2 separate regions of the Pan troglodytes genome follow, and region 2 is linked to region 1. The links are chromatin contacts, called in public HiChIP or PLAC-seq maps. All regions are on one chromosome and are shown on one strand. Each heading gives the region's core, a stretch centred on a gene start, on an enhancer-like site or on the middle of the called end of the contact. The rest is flanking DNA. Distances are from core to core; before and after follow the strand shown.

Region 1 (3,311 bases), core at 488-2,987:
TTGGGAGGCTGAGGCGGGTGGATTATTTGAGGCCAGGAGATCGAGACGAGCCTGGCCAACATGGCGAAACCCCGTCTCTACTAAAAATACAAAAATAAGCCAGGCGGGTGGCAGGCACCTGTAATTTCAGCTACTTGTGAGGCTGAGGCAGGAGAATCACTTGAACCCAGGAGGTGGAGGTTGCAGTGAGCCGAGATTGTGCCACTGTACTCCAGCCTGGGTGACAGAGCGAGACTCTGCCTCAAAATCAATCAATCAATAAAAAGAAGTTGTGTAGAACCTATTTTTTTTTCCATTGTAAAATATGGCTGGGCGCAGTGGCTCACACCTGTAATCCCAGCACTTTGGGAGGCTGAGGTGCGTGAATCATTTGAGGTCAGGAGTTTGAGACCATCCTGGTCAACATAGTGAAACCCCATCTCTACTAAAAACACAAAAATTATCCAGGCATGGTGGCGCACACCTGCAATCCCAGCTACTCAGGAGACTGAGGCATGAGAATCGCTTGAACCCGGGAGATGTAGGTTGCAGGAGCCGAGATTGCTCCACTGCACTCCAGCCTGGGTGACAGAGGAAGGCTCTGTCTCAAAAAAAATAAAACAAAATTTAAAAACCATGTATTAAAAAACTGGAAAATAATTAGAGAGAAAAATTACTACTACTACCACTTGGACATGTGTTAACATTCTGGTGCATTTCCTTCAACTGTCTTTTCCTTTGTATGTTTTTCATAGTTATCATGAATTCATATATATTTAATAACATTAATATTATTAATGTTCTGTGTAATCACTTTTTATAAAAAGTATTTCAGGCCGGGTGCTGTGGCTCATGCCTGTAATCCCAGCACTTTGGGAGGCCGAGGCAGCCTGATCATGAGATCAGGAGTTCAAGACCAGCCTGGCCAACATGGTGAAAACCTGTCTCTACAAAAAAAAAAAAAAAAACTTAGCTGGGCATGGTGGCACGTGCCTGTAATCCTAGCTACTCGGGAGGCTGAGGCAGGAGAATTGCCTGAACCGAGACCCGGGGGCCGGAGGTTGCAGTGAGCCGAGATTGTGCCACTGCACTCCAGCCTGGGCTATGGAGCGGGACTCTGTCTCAAAAAAAAAAATATTTCATTGGTTTTCTGATATTTTCACAAGTTTACATAATTATATTTAATCAAGTGCCTGTTAAAAAATAAAACACACACTCTTTCATGGGAGTTAAAATAAGTACATACTCATTAAGCAAGTCCACAGAACAGTAAATGAGGTTGGTACTCTTGAAGCAGAGGGCCATAGTATACTGTCAGGGCCAAAAGGGCCAGTCTCTCATTTGACACTTGAATTCCCTGGCAATGTCCATGTTATGTGTGCTTGACACCTCTGATGGACAGCTTTGGAACTGAATCTTTCTTATTCTGAGCTGAAGTATGTCTATAGCTGCTACACTTTAGTACCTCGCAAAGGAAGCATAAAACAGAATTCCTCTTTTAGAGAACAGTCTTTCTAGTTTTCCGGAACATCTCTCACAGCCCCAAATTCCCAATTTTTCCGACAGGTTCGTTCTCCCATCCCAAGATTGCTTCCAAGGCACTCTCCTCTGAAGGTGCTTCCATTGGTTTTCTCTCTTACCTCCCGGCGACCACAAGTGGCCCCAGCCGTCCAGGTGGGGTCCGGCTGACGGGACCAAGTCGACACTACTCCTTCTCGCAGGGTCTCTTCCTTCTCAGTAAAGCGGCCCACGATCCTCCATCCGCTCCTCAGAGAGCCTCTCTGCCCTTTCTGTCCGCCACATCTCCCTGGCTACATTATCTCCCCGACTAGTGCCTAGCAGGCGGGCCTGATAGAAGTTTCTCTAAAGGCTCTGGAGGAGTCAAACAATGCATAACGTCCTGTGCAACCCTCAGACTCCTATACCTCGTGGGAATTTGGAAGTCGAAATCCAGTCCGCGGTCCGCCCCTCCCCGCGTCGCCTCAATTAGCCCCGCTCGGTCTCGCCCTAAGTCTCGCCTTTCCCTTTAACCAACCCCTCAAGCCGGGTTACCTCTCCGGTGCCTATAATCCTTAACGTTTCCCTATATGCTGTCCCAACTAGGAAAGCCTTTACTTTCCGCTATTGGTAAAATATTTACACTTTCCGTACCATGGCCACGCCCCCTTCACACACGTTGCCAAGACGAACCGGAAGAGATTGCCAGCCCCCTGGTTCGTTAACCGGAAGTAGACGTACCTCACGGAAGCCGGCTTTGGCCCTGCGGCTGCTACCGTCGCCGCGGAGAAATTGTTGGATCTGGCAGTCTAGGAATGGTGAGACCTCGCGGTTCGCCTCTGAGGGTTCTCAGAGGAGTTGGGGGTGAAATGGAGTTTTGCAGAGTGCCGCCGGGGACGACCACCCCCCAAGTTTGGGGCCCCGCCCCGGTGGCGCCCCGAAAAGCTGCGCATGCGTGGGCCGGACTGGGTTAGAATCTGGCTCGAAGTGTTACGCATGCGCAAAGGCATGGAGACCTTGGGGTGAGAATGGGCTTGCGAGTTTACCCCCACCTCCCCAGCCACCAGCCTGTGGGTCTCAAACCAAGGCTACTTGGTGCTCTGCTTTGAGTTGCAGAGGTGACTTCATCAATGCTCCTACCCCGAGTTCTTGAGACAGACCTGGACCGATCCCCTACCTTGGGTGTGCACTGTTGGGAGAACGAGGGGCGGAGGGTCCGGTAAGGAAGGGGCACAGACCCTACCTCAGTTTGCCGGCAAGCTCGGGCCCCTTCGCCCTCTCCTCAGATGTCAAGATTCTTAGTCGTAGCCTATGGAGCGGAGAGCGACAGGCTCACCTGGGGACAGGGCTAGAACACTGAGCTAAGAGCCACCCTGGTTAGAAGTGGGGACTCACGAGAGGAGCGCCCCGAGAAAGTCCAGTACCTGGGTTCTCTAGGGGTTGTTGGGGCACAGGGTGGTTGATAATCACGCAGTTCCCAAACAGTGGTTTTTGGTTTCCACGAGATGGTATCTCATGGAAATACCACTTACTAAATCTTCAGTAAAAACCCCAAATGGAAAAGAAAAACAAAAAACAAAACAAAAAAAAAAAAAAACGAGATGGACTGGTTGGAGTTTTGCCTCCCTTTCTTTTTTCCTGCTTTGGCCTGGGAGGGGAAGGCTGGTGCTGCTGAGCTGAGTGGACAGCTGAAGTAAAGAAAAATGTGGGCCAAAGAATCCCTTGTCTCTTGCTAGTTTATAGTCAAGGCGCCTAACCTAGGAGATATCAGTAGAATTAAAGGGTCTATGAACCCTCTAAAATAGTATGTGTTTGCACCCTTTTCTGCAGTCCAT
Region 2 (3,614 bases), core at 1,074-3,573, 200 kb after region 1:
GCATCTGATACAGCTAGGTCTGAATAAAGCTTTGTTATTTACTAGCTCTGTGACCTTCGTAAATTATTTAACCTCTTAATTTACAAAATATGAAATAATTGTGAGGATTAAATGAGATAATACATACAAAAAAATCTTAGCACCTTGACTAGCCCACTGAAAGAGGTCAATTAAAAAAGAGGCACATTAGGCTGCGGTGGCTCACGCCTGTAATCCCAACACTTTGGGAGGCCAAGTCAGATGGATCAAGAGGTCAAGAGTTCGAGACCAGCCTGGCCAAGATGGTGAAACCCCCGTCTCTACTAAAAATACAAAAATTAGCCAGGCGTGGTGGCGGGCACCTGTAATTCCAGCTACTTGGGAGGCTGGGGTCGCTTGAACCCGGGAGATGGAGGTTGCAGTGAGCCGAGATCACGCCACTGCACTCTAGCCTGGGCAACAGAGCAAGACTCCATCTCAAAAAAAAAAAAAAAAAAAAAAAAGAGGCACATTGTCACTAATGAGAACACTGCACTCATTTCTTGCTTTGTTCAATTTTCATAACATCTAAGAAAAGTAACAATTTAAATCATTATTTTTGAACCTTTGTAAAGTAACCTAAATGCTACCATCCAAGACCTAGCTGAGAAATATAAACTGATTAATGTCCATAAATCTTAGATGAGTCAGCAAAACTTAATGCCCAACAAATAAAAGGCTTAACATGGACTACTTATGAGCACACAATGGTCATTACAATTTCAAAATCAGCAATTTTCTATCTAATACAATCACAAATTTGGTCTGGAAATCCAAATATTAAGGAAATGCAAAGATCATAATCAATATTCCCAAATCACCTTAATTGAAACTGGAAGGTATGAGGCAGCCTGAGTATTTGAAGTTAACATCAAGAAATAATTTAAGGCAGAACCCCAACTCTCTCCCACAAACATAAAACCAGTAGCAGATGGCACATGAACATTTCTCAGTGAGAAATTGCAATTCTAACAAAGTACAGGTAACTTAATTTTATCCATCACCTTTTGGTCAAACTGAAAACAAACAACCAAGCTTTTGGTTCTCTCCAAAACACTGAACTCTGCATTATCACTGACCTAACTTAAAGCAAGATATTTTTGGTGATCTGTCCTCTCCTGCTTCATTAACCATAGGTAAATTAGGAACAGTAGCCTGCTAAACAGAGGGGAAGTAAATATCACAGGCATGTTTTATCAATAAAATGGACAAGCGATAATCAAATTATTTAAAGAACGGCTTGTACTCCTTAACAGAGGGACAAGCTTGAGAAAGATCCACTTTCTAAAAGAACCTAATCATTCTGGATGAATTATGAGAAAAATATCACTGTAGTCCAAAACTGACTGAATCTACCTTTCTGCTTTAATCCAAGTCCTAACCACATCTATTTTATGTCTCTGCCTCTCTTCGCCTGATTTTCCATTTCGTCTCCCCCTTCAATTCCAAGAACGCCCTTCTCTCCCTTATTTTCAAATCTCATTATTGCCCCCGAATGCTAAGGACCTCGCACAGCCACGGAGGTGACCTTACGCATCCCTACTGCATTCCTAATTCATTGTACTTCTCATCCCAAATGATCCTATTCTTTCGTTCTGTCTCGCTCGTTGTTTCTTAAAATCCAATACCCCACACACGCTCACGCCAGAGTCCCCCCCACACTCCATTGTTTCCCCGGCCTATCCGTCTGGAAACTCCCCAACTCGGACGCGGGTGTTTCACCCGCCCCACATACCCCAGGAACCTTCCACCCTCTGGGCACTTCGGGCCTCTAAGGGCTCACATCCCCCTCCTTCCCGTCCCCCCGCCCCCAACTACCCCCTCCCTCTTTTTCCTCCCTCAACCCGCTCCCCGCACCTCGGCGCCCTCTGAGCCCCCGCCAACCCCGCCACCCAGCACCCTCAGCCTCACCTAGCCCAGGCCCCCGCAATCGCCTCGTCGCCCCAGCTCCGGGCTCCGCGTCCCGGACGCTCCCGGGTCTGAGAAGAGGAAAGGAGATCCTCCGCCTCCCCTTCTAGAGCCACCGCCGCCGTCGCCGCCGCGCTCCTCCCCCAGCTCTCTCAGAGCCGGACGCCGCCCCGCCCCCACCGCCGCCTCCCCACTTCTCTCCTGGGCCGGACTGCAGGATCCGGCCGGAGCTCCAGCAGATCACCCCGACCCTCGCCCCGGCAGCGGCTCGCCCCGCCCCGGAGCCCTCTCGGGCGCGTGCGCGCCAGCCAGCCAGCCAGAGCTCAGGGCGCGTACTCGCGCCGGCGCGCCAAGCTCGAGGCTGTGGCAGCCAACGGGTGCGCGAGCGCGGCTCGAGCGGCGAGACGGCCCGCGCACCGGAGACCGAGAAGATCGGGGAGAGGCGCGGGGCGGCGAGAGGCGGGCTCCGACCAGTCGGGTTACCGCTCTTCTCGGGGCCCGGTCCCTCGCGTCTCGCACCGTCCGCAGGCTCGCGCGCCACCGGAGACTGGGAATTACCGGGGAAAGGAAGAGACTCGGGGAGCGGGTTGGGGACAAAGTAGATGGAAGGGGAAAACGGGTGGGACTCGAGCTCGCGTCCGCGTGCAGCACAGCTCGTACCCGGCGGCATCGGGTAGGGACCCGGCGCGCGCCGGGAACGGAGGGCCCGAGCTGAACTGACGGAAAGAGCCGAAACTCCCCCGGAGGTGGCCGAACGCGGGCGCCGCTAGGGGAGTCGAGCGCGGGGCTTTTGCTCAATGTCCGGGTTGGGAAGCTTTTTCTCTGGCCGCCGGGTACAGCGCCGCTCACTCTTCCGTACCGAGGACTTCACACCGCTTTCCCCTTCGCCTCCTTCCCGACCCAAGTTTTGTTCCAAAAGGCAATTTCAGAGTCGCCAACGACGGGAAACGCTGGGGCCTCCGGACCGCGCGGTCGCTCTGCCTCCTGAGAGAGCGCAGAGGCCGGTGGGGGCGCGGGAAGAATGACCTCGGGAGCTGATGGGGGTTCTCTGCCCTGGCGATGTCCGCCCGGCACGCTCCCCAAGTCAGTTCCTCGTCAGTCGGGTTTCTGATCTACCCAGCTGTCAGCATAGCCCCTCTACGCGGCGGTGGTCGGTCCCGCCGCCCTTCGAATCTTTTCTGTTAAATACTCTCTTCGACGCCAGACTCCCAACCTCCCTGGTGCTGGAACTAACTAGTATTTGTGCACCCTTTCTGCATGCATAAAGCACTTACCTCACTGTCGACTGGTCAGGGGTCTATTAAGAGGGGCCAGAGGGATTTAGACAGTCAGCATTGAAAATATTTATTAGAATCTGGGGCCGGGCGCGGTGGCTCACGTCTGTAATCCCAGCACTTCTGAGAGGCCGAGGCGGGCGGATCACTTGAGGTCAGGAGTTCGAGACCAGCCTGGCTAACATAGTGAAACCCCGTCTCTACTAAAAATACAAAAATTAGCCGGATGTGGTGGCACACGCCTGTAATCTCAGCTACTCGGGAGGCTGAGGCAGGAGAATAACCTGAACCCAGGAGTCGGAGGTTGCAGTGAGCCGGGATTGCACCACTGCACTCCACCCTCCATCTCAAAAAATATATATATATATATTAGAATTTGTCCTCATCTTACCTTTTGAGGCCAAGCAAAGGGGC

What was found. HiChIP or PLAC-seq counts read pairs in DNA pulled down with a chosen protein or histone mark.
Region 2: an H3K4me3 HiChIP or PLAC-seq map of stem cell-derived excitatory neurons shows a contact between it and region 1, with 4 times the contacts expected there. The contact joins the promoter of SPATS2 here to the promoter of MCRS1 in region 1. A contact is called at or near these places in 2 of 7 Hi-C or Micro-C datasets (blood and stem cell-derived neural progenitor cells) and 1 of 1 datasets of contacts at active chromatin or transcription factors (stem cell-derived excitatory neurons).

The regions. Positions count from the first base shown.
Region 1 is chr10:46,297,414-46,300,724 of NHGRI_mPanTro3-v2.0_pri, forward strand. MCRS1 (microspherule protein 1) reads left to right here and starts at 1,738. Exons shown (of 15, transcript XM_009425469.3): 1 at 1,738-2,294. It also overlaps a transcript of PRPF40B not described here.
Region 2 is chr10:46,498,865-46,502,478 of NHGRI_mPanTro3-v2.0_pri, forward strand. SPATS2 (spermatogenesis associated serine rich 2) reads right to left here and starts at 2,324. Exons shown (of 14, transcript XM_016923475.4): 1 at 1,930-2,324.